Linked DNA regions of Gossypium hirsutum: region 2 is linked to region 1. The links are chromatin contacts, called in public Hi-C maps. All regions are on one chromosome and are shown on one strand. Each heading gives the region's core, a stretch centred on a gene start, on an enhancer-like site or on the middle of the called end of the contact. The rest is flanking DNA. Distances are from core to core; before and after follow the strand shown.

Region 1 (4,990 bases), core at 1,054-3,553:
AATCTAATCTCGATGATAGCAATACTTGTTCTAGCTAAGAATGTGTTTTTGCCATCTTCTATGAGCAGCTTTTGAAAGCAATGCATTACTTTTGAGGCTGCTAAGCTTGATGTCCATTACAAAAGTGTTAGAATGGGGAGTCAGATTTCATTTTGTCCCCTCTACTCACAAAAATGGTAAATTAATCATTGTACATTAGATCAAAGAGCAAAGTGTCATTCTGTTAAAACTTTCATCCATTTTTACTGTTAAAAACTGATGTTTAATAGAAAGGATTAGTTTGCTCTTTAATCTAGTATACAAGGGCTAATTTGTCCATTTTTTGAGTAAACGGAGCAAAATGCAATCTGGCTCCTAGTATAGAGCCTCCATAGTACTTTTACAGTTAGAATGTTTCCATCCAAATCTTTAAAGTTCCCTGCATTTAGATTACATGTTTGCATAAGCTTTCCCTTAGATGTCCATCTTTATCCCTGTTCTTCCACCTTTTCCTTGTGTATCTGTTCTATGTTAGTGGATATTGGCCAACATTGCATGGACCTTAATGCCCATTTTCCATTGATTGTCAGTCTTTTCAGGTACTTTATAGCTATATATATATATAGCTTCTGTCCATAAAGAATTGGATGACAATGATATGATGAATTTAGGCTACAATGGCTTATTTGGAAGGCATTTGTTATCTCTCTTTGAATTACTTGCTTTTCAGGTATTAGTATTGTTCGGACTCTTTATTGTTTTTGAAGTATCTGTGTTGGACACAAAGATATGAGTATATGAATTTGAATGATACTTAAAATACATGGAAAAATTTAGAAAATTTTCTGATACACATGTCTTTATTCGAAACTCGTACTCGAATCCAAGTAATCAATTTAGTAGGCTATCTCTTCCTCAAGGGACTAGATATTAACTTGTACCCAGCTATTCTTTTGGAGGGTAATTTCCCTTTCATAGCTTAGAAACCCAATCTGAGTTGGTCTAACAAAATTAAGAACCAATTTGATCAAACTCTCTAAGATATGAACTGACACTTTTGATGGTTTGAAGTGATTCAATTAAAAAAAGATGAGTTAGAGTCTGGGGTGTAATTTAAAATATTAAATAAAATTTTGTTTTTGGTGAATTACAAGAGGGAAAAACCTTAATAGGAACATGATTAGTGCAGTTTGAGACAGTGAATACTCTGACCATTAAACTAACCTGCTTAAATCAATAACTAATCATTTTAACTTACCCAATGAATTATTTTAACCAAAACAGAAATCAACCACCTAAATCAAATAGTTGGTTAAGTGGTTATTGAATGTAATGAAAGAAAAAGAAAATATTATAATAATTCTATTAAAACTCGCTTTAAACCCTTTACGATGTAGATGAGAAATAAAATTATGTAATAAATATTTTTATAAAATTAATATAAATTAATAAATAAGGTTTTATTTTAAATGATAAAGTAAATATATTAATAATGTTTTGAGCTCAAATATCATCATGCGTATATTTTAATTTTATTTTATAAACCCTCCAAATAATTATATATCAATGACATTTATTAAATTCAAGTTTTAAATGGCATTTTAAAAATAATAATATTAAGGTTAAATTTTGGCATTAGTCCCTATACTTTTATGAAAATCATGGATTTAGCCTTTATATTTTAATTTGGTCATTTTTAGTTATTGTACTTTTCAAAATTTAAAATTTCAGTCCTCACCAAATGATAACTGTTAAATTTATTAAGTTATGCTATTTCTAAAATTTGATGCGGCAAACATATTATCATATGTATAATGCCATGTTAATTTGTTACTTTCACATATTTCTCACTAAAAATCCAGTCAATGGATTAACGACCATCATTTATATTAATATTGGAGTTTTAAAATTTTAAAAAAAAAATATAGGGGCTTAAAATGATCTAATTGGTGAATATTGGCTAAATCTACAACTGTATACATAGTACATGACTAGCAATTGAATTTAATTAAACATATTTAACGGTTATTATTTGGGCCAAAACTAAAATTTCAAAATTCAAAATGCAAGGGGACTAAAATTAATCAAATATACGGACTAAATCTATAACTTTTGCAAAGTACAGGGACTAATAGAAAATTTTAACCTAAAATCAATCTTTGAACCTAATTGCCGTTAGGATTGGGTTCAGAGAGCAGACGACCTATCCCTGTCCCCAAACAACCCTTCAACCTACAGCCTTCTTCAAAACGAAGCGTTTTAGTCCTTCAAATATTTTTTTAATTATTTTTCCTTTTAATTTTTTTATATATATTTGTTTGTACATATCAAATCAAAATAGTTGAAAAACTCGTAAGTAAATAAATAAATAAATAAATAGAATCCTCCAAAAATTTAAAAAAAAAAAGAGAAGAAATTTCGAAGGCTTTGAAAAAAAAAAAATCGAACGAAGAAGAATTTGTTAAGCGATCGATCTGTGGATTACGATGGAAGTGCCTGTCTCATGGGATGCTCTACGCAAACAGGTGTGTTTTGATTCTGTTTGATTAGAAAAAATATAGAAATTTTGGCATCGGAAAAACCTAGGGTTATATAATTCTATTAGATTTGATTGAATTTGGTGTGAATTGTTTAGGAAGTTCAGGTTTCTTTATTTGGTATTTTTAGAAAATTTCAATGAAGTAAACGAATTTTTTTTTGTTTTTGTTCTATCAGATCTTCAAAATTTCTTCATTTTTTTTTGAAGTAGTTGAGTTTTCTTATTGGAATTTGTTCAAATGAAATCGAAATCTGGAAATTCAATGTACTGAACCTGTTTTTTCCCCTATTTGGGTAATATTATTGGGGAAACAAATATAGATTATGTATTTGTTGCTTGTACAGAAAAATTAAAACTTTTTGTTAATTTCCAACTCTGGAACTGTTTATACTAATTAGAGATTTAGCTAAGATTTACTGTTTTACTAAAACTTGTTGCACATTTTGTTTGTTCATTTTAATTTTGAGAGATCTGTGGGCCGTGGGGGTATAATTCTCCTAATATATGAAAAAGCTTAGAACAAATGGGCATAGTTTGTTTAACACATACTCATATCTGACACCAGTTAACCTAGGTTTCATGTGTTTCTGTTTTGTCTTTCCTTCGCATATTTTTTGCTCTAAATGAATGGTCCGGTCTATGGTGTCTGTGAATCTAGTTTCATCTCTAATTACAAATAGATGAAGTTTTTTTTTTTTCCAAATTTATCTTTTCTGCTGAGAATGGGAGTTTACCTGTGAGGAGGAAATGCTGGAAGTTTCCTATAGCAATTGATGAAGACGAATGTTGTATTTCTTTGTTAAAATATTTACTTTATCTTCTGGATTTTCTGTGTGGTTGATATTGCAATATAATAAAACTAAATCCAATTTAACCTTGTGTCAAATTACTTGCTGGCAACTAAAATTCGAGGTACTAATGATGTCGTTCAGTTAAATATGATGATATCAGTGTTCGATTAGTTTGCTATCGTAACTGATGTAGATCAGAGTGATGGCTGATAAGAGTTAATTGATTGCCTTCCCTGAATAAGGTAAACAGGATTTTATAAAAAATATAAATAGATGACTTTTCTGCGTAAGTCCATATTTTGATGTAGAGTTCCGTTTGAAATTTGACGGTGGGTGTGAAGGCTTGCCTGAAAATCATTAGGTTCCTAGTCTGCAAGGATATAGCAAAATTGAAAATTGTTATCTTTCTTTAAGAATTTGAACTGTGTCAAAATTTAAAGGAACCATATATGTAGCTGTTATTTCTCCTCTAACTTGCTGATTGAATTTAATTTTAGACTGAAATTGCTTGAGTGGTCGTCCCGCATAAAATCACATATCTTCCTTAATGGTTGTGGATAAGCCTTCTTGTTGAAAATTGTAATAGACTTCTTTTAAAAAGTTCTATAAGGAGAAAATGAACTGTAATGTTTCATTTCCTGCATTATCTAATTAACTGGGTTATGAATTTTGTAAGTTTTAGTTGCCATGCGTAGCATCAGTGCATTACCATTCTAGCTTATATAACTGGTTCAACAATCAACCTTACATTAGACAAGGTACAATATGCTTCCTGATAATCTTTTTAGGTTAAGACTGGAAGAGCATGATTTGAGTCACCAATATCAAAATATTGTTGAAAGAGGTGCTTCATTATTTTCCTCTCGGAATATTTCATTTAGATTTTCAAATTTTAGTGGCAATTAATTTGACATCCTTAAATTTATGGCATTGAGATTATGCCATTGAAATGACCTTCTTTGGCGTTAAGAACCTTTTATTTGCCTGAAGGACATTGGATATATCCTAAAATGGTAATAGTCGCATAATGAATGACTTTGTGCACTGTTATTGCAGGCAAGGAAACTCGAAGCTCAGTTGGATGAGCAAATGAATTCATATCGTAAGTTGGTCTCCAGTAAGGCTTCGATAAAAAATGACTTGGAAGAGAATGGTATTGAATCTGGTATCGACCGACTACTAAAACAGCTACAAGAAGTAAATATGAAAATGCAAGACTGGGTCTCATCTGGTGGATCTGAAATGGTTTCTCATACCTTGACTAGGCATCAGGAAATTCTTCAAGATCTCACTCAGGTATTGTGGTTCATAAAATATTTTTTATTTATCTCTGTCTGCCAGGCAATCTTCATTCTTTGCTTTTTCATTTTTGTCCCTGTAACACAAGCTTTTCTTCTCCCGTCTTTCAATTTAAAGTTAAAATAAAAGTGACTTTATGTCTCCCAATCTGTTTGTAACTGATAATAAAAGAAAAGAAGAGGTTAAGAGCCTTTACAGTGAATGCTAGATGCAACATTTCTTCTCATCCTGCAAATATACCAAATATACTTTGTTTCTGCAACCATTTTCTACCCTGCATACTAGTTTAGTTCGGCATCTTCATATGTCTGTAGACACTTGCAGGCTTGTAGCTTTCTATATGCACCTTTTTGAACCTCCAAATATACATTCTTTTGCCATG
Region 2 (4,990 bases), core at 1,677-4,176, 260 kb after region 1:
GACACTCACACCCGAGTCCAAGTAGCATAGTAAAATAGTACATACTAGCCACAAGCATGCAAGTGAAAAATGAAGGTTATATAGTCTATGGAACAGGAACAATCGGGGAATGCTTCATGCGTGGATGGATAAATATACCATTAAAAATATTTAGAATACTTTACCTTGAACACTTGCAGATCCACAATCTGATTCTGACATCTTAAACTCATCTCTAACTTTTGCAAGCTCGATTTTCATTTTTTCAGCAGAAGACATGTTATCTGGATGGAAATACTGCAAAAGCATTATAAGAGTATTAGAGCTTAAATACTGGGTTTTAATGAATGAAACAAATAAAACTATTAAATCTTAGTAACATAGTGGTAGGTCAACTGATAAAACAGTCTTGCTTAGAGGTCAATCACTACAATCATCTAAATGATAACAGAAAATAAAAGACAGAACGAACAAGAAGCAGGCAACCACCTTAAAACTTTAGAAAAGTGTATCGAATAAAAAATGTTCGCATAAAAAAGAAAGCAAGCATCAAATAGTACTTAAGTTTCATATTTCCAATTCTATCGACAAGAAATGTGCATAGGAGGAAAGAGAAGGGACTAAACTTGCCTTTTCAACTAACTGTTCCTTTGGAGGGTGCAACATAAACTCTGGAGTTCTACCAAAGAGGTCCAATATATCAACTTTCTGGGCTGAAACAAGAGATCATCGTATTATATGATATTAGACATGTCGTCTTTCAGAGCACAGAGGATGTCAGATACGATCCACTCAGTGCTAGCAATATTCAATCACTGAATCTCGGACTCCACAGTCCAGAGAAAACAAAATCTTCAGAAAACTAGAGCATATTTAGGGTTAAATCACTTTTCCCACATTAGGGCTGGAACTTTTTTTTGTCCAAGTTAGGCCCCAAACTTGGCAATTGTTTCCACATATGGGCTTCAACGTTTTTTTGTCCAAGTTAACCCTTGAAAACCCTAAAGTTCAGGCCCCAATGTGGAAATAATTGTCAAGTTCAAGGACTAATTTGGACAAAAAATAGTTCTAACCCCAATGTGAGAAAAGTTGCCAAGTTCAGGCCCCAAATAGTGGTTTAACCGCATATATAAAGTGATTTTTCCTTCAGAAAGAAACCAGTAAATTTAAGACAATAAGACACTTGAACTGAATTTCCTAAATTGTACAAAATTATCTCCTTCACTCAGATTTCACACCAGAAAATGAACTTAGAGTAGAATAAATCCCATTGATTTAACCATATCGATGATTTGATTTGCCATTATATCTTTTAGTTTTGAACCCCCAAAGAAATAAACACACATGAAAGAAACTCGAAACACTGTGCTCAAGGTTTCTCGTTGCAATGAAACTGTTGCCACAGCTTCTGGTTTAAAACCATAGAATAACTTTGGTTAGTGAAACCAGATAGGTTTTTATCCTTTAAAAAAAACAAAAACCGTCTACAGAGTTAGTGTCTGCTTCATAACTAAAAATCACCAAGAATCATCTTTGAGTTCTCTGCACTAGGAACTTTTAATTCAAGAAAGGGGCTTTACCACTTATGCTCTTTTCTACTCCCATTTCATAACAAATCCCAGACTTCCAGTCTGACATTCATTCACATTATTGACAATCGAACTTAGCAAGTTCCCTTTTTCGCCTAATTGCCACCGACTACGGAATTATAAGATTCTTTTAACCCTATTTCATAACAGAACTCAGACTTCAAGCTTATGACAATCATTCACATAATTCACAGTCAAGCTTGGTGCTTTATCACTTTGACCTAATAGTCATTGAAACAAACACAAATACCTTATGTCTACTGTTAAGTCGAAAAGTTACCTAATTTATTTTTCTGTTTTTCTTCGTCAAACCTCTTCAAAGTGTACAAGCCATCCCTTAAATCCGTGAAGTTAACCCCACTGATCCGCACATCGGTTTCCTTCTCTTCGATTGCCCTTAACTTTATCAACCTTTCATTCAACTCCTGCAATGAAAACCCACCCTCCTTATCCGGCGGCCGTAATTCCTTCAACCTCTGCCCTAACTCTTCATAACCGTACATCCTAACAAACTCTGTCCTCATTGCAGTCTCTCCTCCTTTAGCCTTACCTTTCATCTCCCTCTCGAAAATCGAGGCCGGTAGTTCAGTCGAAGTCCCACCAATCACCGGGGAGACCACTCTGTCAGCTGAAGGCTTCAACTTTAAATCATTCTTAAATGCCGATAAAGAGATTAATGGACCTGATCTTCCCTCCACGTTGTTATTCGCCTCAGAATTCTGTTTCATGTGCCGCAGACTGTTCCTTAAAGTTTCCATCGCCCGTTTCCCACTAGTACCAAAACCATCAGGACTTTCGTTGGACTCCCCTTGTTTAGCTAAGGCGTTTCGTTTGAATAATTCTTGGAACGAAATATGTGGTTGTGATTGTGATGGTGTAGGAATGGGCTCAGCAGAAGACGGCACCGCGGAACGTCGGCGGAACTCGGAGAGATTCTTACGGATTTCCAGTAAGGAAGCGCTTACTGACATAGGTTTGGAATTGGGAGTCGAAGGATTTGTGGGGTTTCTGGGTCTTTGTTGGTGTTGGTCAGTTTTGACATCGCCGAAGTAAGAAGAGACTGAAGGGGGATTATTGGCGGTGTGGTTGCCGTTCGTGGTGGCGTCATCGTTGTTTGGGTCATTTGAAGAAGTGGAGTAAAGGTGGAAGAGTGAAGGGTTGGCGAGGGATCTGCGTCTGGATCTGGCGAGAAGGAGTGCCATAGCTATGGGGGGATTGAAAGAGAACTGTTTTTAGGGTTTGGGGGGAGATGGAGATAATTGAAAGGGGTTTAGGGTTTGGACTGAGCCGCCTCTCTTTTTGGGTAATAGCCCAGCTTGACATCCAGGCTGGGTATCATGGCTGGATTTTCTCCCATTCTTTTTTACTCCTTTTGTTTATTTTTATATTGTAATTTGTTGGTTTTTTATTTTTTGTCCACTTCATAGTTTTTTTTATTGGGAATTTTTCTTCTTCTATTGATATTAAGGGTGAGTAAAATCCGATTCGATTCAAAAAACTCAATAAAAATTTAAATTTTGAACTAAATAATTTGAGTTATTTGAGTTAATCGAGTTATTCAGATCAACTTGAATAAAAAATCAAAATTTTTAGTTTAACTCGAATTGATATGAATTACACAATTCGAGTTATCCAAAAATCTAAATAATAAATGACAAAACTACGCCGTTTTGATAAATGTTTACCTTTTCTAAAATTAAAAGTCAAAACCATTAAGTTAAAAGACAAAATCATTATATTGTTTATGTAGTTAAATAATCTTATACTTTGTCTACTAGTATAAATAATAGGATTCGTTAACTCGACTTGACTTTACTCGAATTTTTTTTACTCGGCTCGATCGAATACTCACCCCTAATTGATATTATCATAACAAAATATTTCTTTGAATACTTTGATGTGGTTAAAAGTTGGGGTAAACAATTGTTAGGGAGAGATTTCAAATAATATATATACTTTCACTAACTCATGTTTTCGTTGAATTAGTGTTATTAGCACTTTGTTTCCTACTTTTGAAGATCAATATTTGCTTGTCTCTTGCTTCCATAATCGAGTTGTAAAGGTCAAGTTGATTGATCTTCTTTTCAGTTCCTCCTTTATTGAACTTCCACAAGCATATAATTAGTTTGAATGGAAATTTAAGCTTGCAAAGGTTCATCCAAACTTTTCTCGATAGGTCCTTCGAATTATTCTCATTTTGGTTAAGATTCTAAAAAATATGGTAAATAGACTTGATGGAAAATATACCATTAGTGTCAATTTTTCAAATAAGAGAGAAATTTTGGTTAGAACCCAAAAATTCAATCTAATCGATTTAGTCAAATTCGGTTTGAACAGTTCAGTATTATTAATTATTTTGATCAGTTACTAATTTTTTAATTTTTAAATGATTTTGGTAAAAAAATTTTGAATTAATTTAATATTTTTTAAATTAATTAAAATACATTTATAATATATAAAATAAATATATATTATTCAACCTCAATGCCATCCCCTTCTTGTCAAGGTGGCTAGCTAAGGTTGTGCTCTTATTGTTTGCCTTAGGGTGAGTTTGGATGGGCGGTGCGTTTACTTGCAATTAGTGTAAAAACAGCGGTGGTGGTGAGATTAGACACTGTAGCGATACTGTAGCGTGAGACAAAAAGAAAACTAAACGCACCGCACCCAATCGCCCATCCAAACCCACCCTTAGTTAGGCTTAGGCTCATCTTTAGCCCTCTATTTTTCTTATTGTTTTCTTTGTTAGGCACCACTAGGTCACTCATTTCCTTTTAACTAGTATTCAATATCACGTGCATTGTATGTGAATATAAATTGATTTAATTTAAATAACAAAATAATTTAAAATAATAAGATATTATTTGTAATATCCCGAAAATTACTACAGTAAGAAAGTAAGTATACTTGATATAGTAAAATAATGAAACAAAGTGACAAAAAGCAAAATTTTGATTTATGTCAACATTGGGAAGTATATTATGACATATTAATGCAAGAAAGGACTAATTCGCAAAAGTGAGAAAAGTTTTGTTACCCAGGAGTAAATATTTAAAATTTGAGGGTTAAAGTGTAAATATAAAAAAGTTGAAGGATTAGTTGTGCAAATATTTTAAGGGTGGAATGATCTAGAAACTAAGGAAAATGGATTAATTAGGACCAAATTGAATAAGTGAAGAATTATGAAGGACTAAATTGTAATTTTACTAAATTAAGTGATGACTCAATGATGGAATTTTAAAAGATCATGAAGGACAAAATGGTCAATTAGAAGGAGAGAGAAATCTAGAAGGCAATGATGATGTTGGAAATATTTTAGATAAATAAATAAATAAATATTAATTTATAATATTTGATTTGATTTTTTTAATGATATTTTATTTTTATTTAGTATATATATATGTGGAAAGAAAGAAAAAAAAAGC

Evidence for each region. A called contact is a pair of places that touch in the nucleus more often than the background predicts.
Region 2: a contact with region 1 is called in a Hi-C map of leaf, with 2.3 times the contacts expected there. The contact joins the promoter of LOC121218634 here to the promoter of LOC107962413 in region 1. A contact is called at or near these places in 2 of 34 Hi-C or Micro-C datasets (hypocotyl and leaf).

What each region holds. Positions count from the first base shown.
Region 1 is chrD06:63,684,224-63,689,213 of Gossypium_hirsutum_v2.1, forward strand. LOC107962413 (Golgi SNAP receptor complex member 1-1) reads left to right here and starts at 2,304. Exons shown (of 5, transcript XM_016898797.2): 1 at 2,304-2,504; 2 at 4,366-4,605. The coding sequence starts at 2,466.
Region 2 is chrD06:63,940,206-63,945,195 of Gossypium_hirsutum_v2.1, forward strand. It overlaps LOC121218634, which reads right to left and starts at 2,927. Exons shown (of 5, transcript XM_041096173.1): 1 at 1,849-2,927; 2 at 610-692; 3 at 165-276. The coding sequence starts at 2,770.